Regions from separate parts of the Mus musculus genome. Here regions 1 and 3 are each linked to region 2. The links are chromatin contacts, called in public Hi-C and HiChIP or PLAC-seq maps. All regions are on one chromosome and are shown on one strand. Each heading gives the region's core, a stretch centred on a gene start, on an enhancer-like site or on the middle of the called end of the contact. The rest is flanking DNA. Distances are from core to core; before and after follow the strand shown.

Region 1 (3,266 bases), core at 678-3,177, 1.4 Mb after region 2:
AGTTGCACGCTAAATAACTTACGATACAAATATATATCAAAGGCAACTGCACATTTGAAGTGGAAAAGAAGGATACATTCAAGTATGAAACCTCGCAGTTGTCAGTGGAGGTTGAAGGTCGGCGTCATCATTTTATAGGAGCTGTCGGTGCTCTTTGCTTCCTGGTTTCTTTGGTTTTGTTTGCTTGCTATTATTATTTATTTCTGGCCAGAGAATTAACACTTGATCACTATGGTATCTCTCACCCAGGGGGAGGAAATACCTTTTTATAGAAACATCCTTCTCCCCAGAAATACCAGCATGCTTAATTCCTACCAAACCAAAACAAAGTGTGCTTAAATTGTATAGGTAATATGAGATACAAACTACACTTTACATAGGCATACGAGACAGATGCAGCTATACATTTACATCTCTACCATACACTTGATCCCAGGTGGAGAACTCCACTTTAAACACACAAAGCCTGGGTGGCTATTGTAGACCACACTTAGGAAGGGCAAATTGTTACAAAGACTGCTACCCTTATGGAATATGCCTGTCACATTTTTAACTTCTTAAATCATCAAACTGTGTTACTTCCATTTAAAAATTCATAATTTTTTAATGTAGCTTGATGTTTTCTGTATAAAGTTTAATAATTTAGTATTGACAACCAAACACATTTCCCTATATCCTACAGAAGGCTAAGTTTGAACCCTGGCTTAAACAGTCCTTATTAAACACTGCATTGAACACACTCTTTACGCTAATCAGAGGAAAGGCAAATAGCACAGTAAGACTTATTGGGAGTTTGCCTCCCTTCAGTGGAGCCTGTTACTTGAGAAATTTGCTTATTAAAAGGGGAAATCTTACAAGGTGGAAAAAAATGTAAGCTCCATTCCTAACATTCAATTATTGCCCCAATCGGGTTTTTTTTGAGTGGTACAAACTATTAATTTACAAATATGGAGCCTTTCTCAGTGGCACGCTTCCAAAAGGCACCAGGTGTCTGATTGTATTCAAAATCACAACCCAGGGAACACTTAGTACAGTAAATACACAAAGGAAAAGCCTACTGAATTCCAATGTTGTTTCAAACCCATCTGCAATCAAGTATTTTCACAACCGAACATAAATTGCACCTACAAACGGGGAAAGGTTCTATGTGCATATCAGACACGCAACAGGCAACAGCCCTCGGAGGGAACCCACTCCTCTCCATAATGTCAAGACCTGGGATGGAAAGGCAAAGTTACAGAGTAGAGATTTCAGTTCTTATTATTTTCCAGTTTTTCTGTGTAAGCAGCAGACTCTAAGAGGATCAGCCCTATTCCGTGCCATCAGCGTTTTCCGAGTGCCATGTTTAAGTACTTCTCTGAAGATGCGTGAGTGTGCATGAAGATGAAAGGCTTATGAATATCAATAAATCCAAGAGTCCAAATGCAAGCCTTATCATTTTTCTAAAATGCATTCTGTTAGACACAGCTAAAGGATACTAACTGGAATTTGGCTTTCTGGGTTCATACTCTCAAGGTACAAATAGCGAAATATGCATTAAAGACTTTAGCATGCGATAGGCTAAAGAAGAGGAAAATCAATAAGTAGCCCCAATTCAAAATAACAAAAAAGGTCACTTTGCACTGCAGCCTACCTAACTGGATGGCTTCAACCCTCAAAACCAAAGTCATCACTATCAACCTTGGTTTCTGACTAGGAAGAGATCTAGGAAGCTCAGCTGCTGAACAGCAAGCAAGCCTAAACTTTCAAGACTGAGGTCTGGCTGCCCTTGAGGGTTCACCACCTTTATCTCCCCTGAAAAAAAAATGCCAATATAAAAATTCTAAAATACCTTCATAAGCCCCAAGGAAAGCCTGTGGACAGAGAGATGATGTGATAGACTCCTTCCTTCCTCTCCTCAGCCGCTTCTCCTCTGTGCGGCTGCTAGCGAGCGAGAGCATGGAGAGTCAGCCGCATATTTAATTAGAAGCAAGCTGCTGCTTCGCTATCAGTGTGAGGATCTACCTCTCCAATCTCTTGTGAGTCAATCTTTCCCATCTCTGATTTTCTTTTATATTTATGCTAGAATATTTAATTGTAGACAAAAGGTTACTCTGGCTGTATTCACTGCACAGAGGCACAATAATCTGCTTTAAAAGGCTTGACATTTCAGGCTTTTCAAAAAGGCTGAAAAAATTATATCCCTGCTTTTGTTAATCAATGAAGTAGAACTCTCCTGAACAAAAGAATTAAATTGCTTGGTTGGTTTAATAAAACCAACAGAAATAGCTGCTTCCTTTGGGCTTTATTGTGTAGGCATGGCACACGCACCCAGCACTGTAATTCCATATGATTCAGGGCAAAACTCTAATTTCTGCACACAGTTGGGTTTTTAAATCCTATTCAGACCCTATCCATTCTGGCTGGCTCTCTAAGGCCAGATTTATCATTAAACTTGACTCTTTTTCTGAAGTGTGGCAACCATATAGCAATTTTAATTTTGTTCCCATGCCTGTAACCCTCCAAAAAAACTGTCCATTAAAAATATATTAATCTAAATATTACCTTTTTGTTCTGTTTAGTCTGGAGCTAATGGTTTTACACATCTTTCCAGTTATTTAATTAGGAAAAAAAAAGGATTGGAGGGAGTGAAAATGTGGCAGGAGCTTAGTTGTGAACCTATAAAATAGTGCCTTTTTAAAAAACACACCCCACGATCAAACCAGAAAATAACCATTTTGTTAAATTCCTATTTGCAGCCTAGGTTTGCAAGTAATACTGGGTATTTATTGGCAAAAGACCTCAGAACTTCCGGGTTAACCAAGCTGATTGCAAAAGATGAAGCAGATGACCACTGTTTTATCTAATCACAAGGCAGGTCTCAGTTTTACTGAGAACACAAAACTGTCTAGGGAGGTGGCCCTTTCTCAAGAGCTTTCAGATGGGTCCTTTTGTTCTGTTTGTGTCAAACACGCGGAGAAAGGAACATGTTCTTCCAGGGTTCTATGTGGAAGGGGCTAAGAGTTCAGATGGTTCAGGACACACTCTCGAGGATGTGGAGGAAGATCAGGGAAGGGGGGCATTGGTTGGATCAACCATTACCACCCAACCCCAAGCTTTACACATTGAGAGCTACAGAGAGCATTTTTCCAAGATAATGATGGAGATAAGTGCCAACAGACATATTTATGCCAGACACTGCCTAATGCTGCTTCTGACCTAATCCTGGAGCTGAAGGTCACACAGAGGTCATCCAATCCCTATAGGTTTTGTCAGCCCCCACCCCC
Region 2 (3,182 bases), core at 508-3,007:
TACCTAAATAGATGTTTGCTTCTCCCTGTTCTAGTACACATGTACCCTTAATTTCCTTTTCTTGTCTTATTGCACTAGCTATGACCTTAAGTAAGAGAGAGATGAATGCTATCTTTGTCCTGTTAGGGTGGCTAGGGGAAAGATGTCCTCTTTTACCACTTTCACTTTAATATGTAATAGTGCTAGAGTATGTGCATTCATGTGCGTATGTGTGTGTCTCAGTGTGTGAGCGCACGCGTGTGTGTGTGTGTGTGTGTGTGTGTGTGTGTGTGTGCCCACCTTCTTTAGGCTGAGGAAAATTCTTTATACTTTTTACTTTTCTGAGACTCAGAGAATGTAACTGATTTCTTTTAATCTGCTCTATTGAGATGTTTGGTTTGCAACATTCTTCTCTGGACGTGGAGAAGGCAAAGAAGAGCATTTGACTCTTCAGCCCGACAGCAGCAATCTTCAAGTCAGCTCTCTGCCACTTCAGTACCCAACTCCCAGTCTCCACTATAAAACTAGGAATCTCTATCAATTGCCTCGGGAAGGAGGCACCTTGTGGTGGAGTGATGAGCTCTAATCTGGACAGCTGCCTCTTCTTATCTTTATGACCTTGGACAAATCATAAAACATCATTTCTAAAATCAGTACCGTAATTACCTTATCAAACTGTGGAGATACTTTCAAATGGTAATCGCTCTGAAGTACTCTACACATTTAAATTATCGTGGAGAGGATACATTCTTGGGGGATAGGATTCTTGTCAGTTCATTTTTTGTATCCCTAAGTAAATGCTTAATGTGGATCTAATTATTCTGCGCTATACATATCCAGCCCCCAGGGCCGCGGTGTGCTGGGAGAAGCGAATCATGTCTTCACTGCGTCACTGTCAGAATCCAGGGCTGTGATCCAAGACTGAAGTGCTGTCACCCCAGTCGAAAAACAATCAGACCATGTAGATGGTTAGCTGTCAGGAGCTGGAGAAAGAAAGCATTTTACAACATTGGCTCAGGTCATCCGCAAATGCTAGCTGTTGTTTTCGTTTTGATTTGGGAAGTATCCCCACTAGGTGACTGGAAGCCTGGCTAAGTGAAGAGAAACAGTATAGTTTGGTCTTTGCTTTTGGTTTTTTGTTTTGCTTTGTTTTGTTTTGTTTTGTTTTGTTTTTGCTCTCTCCTAGAGGAAAAATTTTGTTTCCCATGCTTGATGACAGAGGGTGAGAATGGGGACTTGCAGTCCCCAAAACCACAATGGGGCGTGAGGTTCCTTTTTCTGAGCATCGTACAGGCCACTAGGTGGCACTATTTACCCATCTATGTTTCTCTGCTGGTCCTCAGCAAGGATCTTAATTCTAAACTAGTGTGTTTTGTTGGGAGTGATGGTGAGAGAGAAGCGTGTTAGGAAGGAAAATACAAATGACCCTCCAGAATCAATCCGGAGGGCTGATTAGGGGTCAGCTCTCAGCCACGGTTACACTAGACTTGGCAGGCTTGTGTCCGACTATTTTTAAAACTGATTTTTAAGAGCAACATGCAATTAGTTTCCATTTTCTTAAACCTTTAACAAATGACAAGATAAAATGAAATGTCGGGGCTTGGGACGTGGGATTGAGGAGGTACCCTCGCATGCTTGTGTCCCTCTCTCTCCTAAAATCATTAATGAGGTCGGGGACCCCTGAGAACCTTAAAGCCGCTTCTACGTGAAGCTCTCCGCTGAATCAGCCACCATCGGGGAAGCCAAGCACTGGTGTCCCTTTGGAGATGGCATCTGGGGAAGCCGCCCTGATCTCCAGGCCCGGTGGTGCTCCCTTTCCGCCTTGGCATGTGCTACACAGTCCCTGAGGACTGTTATTTATCTGGAGACCACAGAGATGAAACAGGAATTTCAAACTGGCACATACAACTTTTGGTGAGAGAAATTAAAGATCTCTCTCTCTCTCTCTCTCTCTCTCTCTCTCTCTCTCTCTCTCTCTCTCTCTCTCTCTCTCTCGTCCCCAGATGACAGCCCTCAGAAAACACACTGAACAGCCCCAAGGACATAGAAACCAATGGTTGCCCCCACTTTGTTTCGGGGCCACGGAATCTGCCGTTACCTCTTCACTGTCCGTTTTAACTTTAAAATCGCCTTGCACGACTCTGCCTAGAAGCTTGGTAGTCATTCATTCATTTATTTATTTTGACTTAGAAATGACACAACTAGAATCATAGTTTTCTCCCTGTTCCGAATCTTCCCAAAGCTTTCTGCCTGCCCCGCCCCCGCTCTCCACCCCTACCCCCCACTCATGAGCTTCCATTTTCTCTGCTTTGTGGCATGTCTACCAGCACACACCACCTTGAGCTGATGTGTGATAAACAGCTAAATATAGTGATGGCTTTGGCAGCTTCCTCTCGACGCCTGTCACAGACCCCCTAAAATGGGAATTAAACAGGTTTAAGATACACAAGAGGCTCTGTTATGCTTGGGAAGAGAGGACACTTTCTATGTCGTGAGCAAGTACTCCTCTGTTTGTGTGTTCGTGCCCTGCTTTATCTAAGGAACAATAATGACTTTAATGGTTGTTAGCAGATGCTCTGTTAGATGCTCAGAACCCCTTTCAGCCGCCGGCCTCATCCAGAAAAGTCTTTATGTGAAACCCACACTGTGTAATCAGTGGTCCTGTGCGGGGGCTGGGTGCTGGCTAGATGACAGTCGCCGCTGCTCTAGATACTCTAACAGCAATGGCTGAAAATTGCCTTCAGCTGATTCTATGTGGAGAACTCATGATATCTGGAGTAAATTCACTCAGGTCTCCAGCCCCCACAGTCCTCAAGAAAGAAAGAAAAGCAGAGAGAGAGAGGGGGGGTGGGAAAAGGAGAGAAGGTTGGCTATAGTACATAGGAATTCCAGCTCTCTGGGGCTTTGACCACACCAGTGAATACTAATTATACTGAATGTGTCGTCTTCACAAACCAAACACGTATTCCCAGGAGACAGATAGTGCCACCAATCCAACTCATGATGTAACCTGGATTTAAAGCCAGGCCTCTCAGAGGGACAGGCAATCGGGTCTATTAACTCTCATGACACGTGCCAGCGCTTTCACTACCACCTTGACCTAAGGAACACATGAATGTAACACTTTTATTTCATCAGCTTATGTGTTACCGGGGCTGGCTCTGAGACCTGGGTTTTGGAGACATTGAGAATAAAGGAATCGT
Region 3 (3,296 bases), core at 527-3,026, 1.6 Mb after region 2:
ATGCTTCCTTTTGGGGGAACAGGGTACACATTATAACAGCTGGCCCACAGAGCTAGCCATGATACCCTGCATCATCTCCTTCTTGTCCCTGACTCTTGCTGTAGATAATTGAGATGCTACAATTACTGCCTTTAGCCCCTGACACCAGAAGTCCTGTAGGGGATGCCTCTAGAGAGGCCATAGGGCAATGGCAAGAGCCAGCTGTTGGAGCTGTACTGCTGTGCTGGTTGGGTGCCTGGCCTGCCACAATTGGGCTTGGGTTGAACCTGGCAAAGATTCATAGCAATCAGAAAGAATTTAAGAAGTGAATTAACTTTTCAAATACCAGTGCATACTATTCTCCCTGGCTTAGTGTGTGGAACACACACAACTCAGCAACTGGCACTGGGAAGGCAGTTGGGATATTATGTTTGTCAGCTCACCTTTTGGATGGGCCGTAGGTAGGAGTGTTGTGCTGTGAGCATCTTGCTGTGGATGCCGTTCTGCTCTTATGTTAAAGCTGACTGACTTGATCAGAACTTCGATGGTGTAGAGTTGGAAACCCAGAGCCAAATTATCTTGAGCTATCTTTAGTCTCCTTAATAGCCAGCCGTTCATTGCCCATTTGACCAGGTAATGCTTGTTGGGCTGTACTAACTTAGCAAACCACTAGCTTTCACCAACCCCAAAGCTATGAATGTCACCAGATAGTATTTGAAACCTATGGATAGCACTGACTTCCCAACTATGCTGTTGTTGGGAAGAAGCAAAGGAAACTTACTCCAGGCAGTACCATTTCGTTTTCAGACTCCATTTAATCATAGGGATAAAGTAAATTCAAGGTCCCAGATCCCAGGGAAGCCAGGGGCTTCCCCATAGCTGAACATCTTCTGTTGTAAACGGTTGAGTCTAGACATCTCAGGCACAACTTCTCTGTCTTGCTGGCAGGGTTAAACAAGTTCATATGCTCCTGCCAGCGTCTTTGTCCCCTTATCACTCTTAGCTCTGGACCTAATGTCTTGGAGAATGAATTAAGGACCTTGAAGCCAGGTGCTCTGTACAGGCTCAGTCTCCCAACAGGTACTCCCATGTTTAACACATAATGTCAAAATACAATTGGATAACGCTGCAGTTCCCACCAGCTCCCCACTTTGAATTGTGTTACCATCCTATAACAATGCTGTATAATCTCCCACCCCGTACGTGGTTCAGATCCCAAACTGGCTGCCTCCCTGAGCACTCAGAAAATAAAGCCTTAATTTTTAAATTTCCATCTCTAAAGTGAGTTTTCTCAGCTTCCATCTCAAACCCAATACTAACAGTCTTTGGTGATGTTTTCATCAATGCATTGGAAAAATGCCTTGATTTATTGCTTCCTTTTCTTCTGCAATTACAAAAACGTAGTGAAGCAAGTTTCCATGCGAGAACATGCTATTTGGGGCAGCCTGGATCTGTGTTCCCAGATCATGGTCCCTTATATATGACTTAAGAACAAATCTGAAGCCACTTTTGGGTATTATACTATCCCTCAATCTGGTGGTCGTCCATCCTGCTATCCTGTAGTCCACCATCCTGGCACCCCAGGAGCCTATGCCTTCCATCCCCGAACTTTGTGGTCCTCTGGAGCACCCGAGCTTCCAGATTTGCACGTTTTGGAAGTCCTGGGAGTGTATCTATCCGTGCAAAGAGAGCTGTGCCTCACAGACACAGGCAAGCAAATTCTACCGGCTGCAAAAAGGACAAGGGAATTCTCAAAGGAAGTTCCGCCTTCCAGCCTGAGTGCTTCCTGTTTGGTAACTAAGGGCGCCTGGCTGTTGCTAGGGCCGCGGAATACAGACGGTTAGGCTTGGCTGCGAGCTCCAGGGAACGGTTTTGGGTGGCTTGTCTGTGATTCCTTTGAGCCTCGTACGCCATGTGCAGTGAGTTCTTGTCAGAGCTGCACTGGGAAGATGGGTTCGCCATCCCCGTGGCCAATCAGGAGAACAAGATCCTGGAGGATCAGGTGAGGAGGACCGGGTGGGATTTAGGGGAGAGACGACCAGAGGGGAACAGCTGAGGAATGGTAAAAGGGCTGGTTGAACGCCGCCAGGACTGCCAATGGATGACCAGGTAAAGACTAGGTAAGGAGTGTAAATAGAGGATGCTGGGCTAGGTGGGTATCCAGTGGGAATCCGGGGGAGGGCCAGGGAAGACCAAGTCCCACGTACAGGTGCCGCGCTGCTCATTTGCACCTCTTGTGGCCTGACTTCATCACTTAGATCTGATACTCCGGCCTCCCCACTTTCTCTCCTGCTCCTATCAGTTACTACACATTTGAAAGTTTTATCGAAGCAACAATTTCTATTCAGGGCCATAAAACCCGAGTCTCACTCTTCCAGCTGTTTCAGGTGCCAGCTAGCAGGCCTTTCCCATCCAATTAAGGATCACAAATGCATTTTTGGTGTTTCCTAGTAACCACCATTTACACATGTGCACACACAAGACACATTCTTGCCAGCATTTGTGTTTCTGTGATGTTTAAAATCGCTTGAGGTGCTTTCAAGGAAAACATTTTAGTGAAGTATGCAATATAGAGTTTCAGAGTGAGAATCGAGGTGTCACAAGATGGTGAAATATTTCACATTGTTAGGACAAACCTGCACCAACTAAAATACATGCAGTTTAAGTCGTTTTTTTGTTTGTTTGTTTTTTGTTTTTTTAATTGCAACCGGCTCCACAAAGTTAATGCATCTTTAGCAGTCACCCAAAGTCCCACGAAATGGTACTAGGGTGTGGGGAAGAGGGAACCAAGAATTGAAGATTTGTGCAAATTGACAAGGTAGAAGAGAATATTTTCTGCCCTCTGAAAGTGAGCATAAAAGACTTTTGGGTAAATCTTCTGAGAAGACTGGAACGTTTGGAATGCTCTGCTCTGCTCTGCTCTGCTCTGCTCTGCTCTGCTCTGCTCTGCTCTGCTCTGCTCTACTCTACTCTGCTCTGCTTTGCTCTGCTCTCCCCTCTGGTTAGGATTGGGCATTTCCCCTTAAGGACCATCAATATTAGGACAGATAAAAGATCACTGCTGGTGCCCGAGTCATAGCCGCCAATTGAAGGTTTGGAGCCAGCCCACCAACCTGATGGGTGTCTTGTTGAACTAGAGATGAGATGGGCAGGAGACACTGTATAATTAATATATTATTACATTGTATAAGAGGTATTTAGGAGAGCGATCCTGCTGGCTCTACAGTTAGCATTTGAATTTAAGGTTCTTGTCCTGTAGTTTTTATGCTCCTCCTTTCATTACGTTACCCTTCTTTCTTTTCGGGGTATGTGTTTGT

The links. Hi-C and Micro-C count contacts between places; a contact is called where the count stands out from the background. HiChIP or PLAC-seq counts read pairs in DNA pulled down with a chosen protein or histone mark.
Region 1: a contact with region 2 is called in an H3K27ac HiChIP or PLAC-seq map of VIP interneurons, with 11 times the contacts expected there. The contact joins two enhancer-like sites. A contact is called at or near these places in 2 of 39 promoter capture datasets (cranial neural crest and second pharyngeal arch cranial neural crest), 1 of 115 datasets of contacts at active chromatin or transcription factors (VIP interneurons) and 2 of 9 other capture datasets (embryonic stem cells and embryonic trunk).
Region 3: a Hi-C map of forebrain shows a contact between it and region 2, with 5 times the contacts expected there. The contact joins the promoter of Ccdc39 here to the enhancer-like site in region 2. A contact is called at or near these places in 10 of 39 promoter capture datasets (the 3T3-L1 cell line, 3T3-L1-derived adipocytes, the C10 cell line and 5 more), 1 of 15 datasets of contacts at CTCF or cohesin (large pre-B cells), 15 of 484 Hi-C or Micro-C datasets (B cells, CD8 T cells, the G1E-ER4 cell line and 8 more), 3 of 115 datasets of contacts at active chromatin or transcription factors (bone marrow-derived dendritic cells, embryonic basal ganglia and embryonic forebrain) and 2 of 9 other capture datasets (adipose tissue and liver).

Annotation. Positions count from the first base shown.
Region 1 is chr3:34,103,137-34,106,402 of GRCm38.p6, reverse strand. No RefSeq gene overlaps it. Among named protein-coding and RNA genes, the nearest start is that of Dnajc19, 23 kb to the right of the region's middle. Within about 2 kb of position 1,927, at least 22 of the 459 cell types and tissues checked have an H3K27ac peak or open chromatin away from gene starts, as enhancers often do. A contact at or near this core is called in VIP interneurons, where this site is marked.
Region 2 is chr3:35,480,621-35,483,802 of GRCm38.p6, reverse strand. No RefSeq gene overlaps it. Among named protein-coding and RNA genes, the nearest start is that of Gm38512, 76 kb to the right of the region's middle. Within about 2 kb of position 1,757, at least 23 of the 459 cell types and tissues checked have an H3K27ac peak or open chromatin away from gene starts, as enhancers often do. A contact at or near this core is called in VIP interneurons, cortical neurons, embryonic forebrain and 1 more, where this site is marked.
Region 3 is chr3:33,842,790-33,846,085 of GRCm38.p6, reverse strand. It overlaps Ccdc39 (coiled-coil domain containing 39), which reads left to right and starts at 1,776. Exons shown (of 20, transcript NM_026222.2): 1 at 1,776-1,981. The coding sequence starts at 1,892.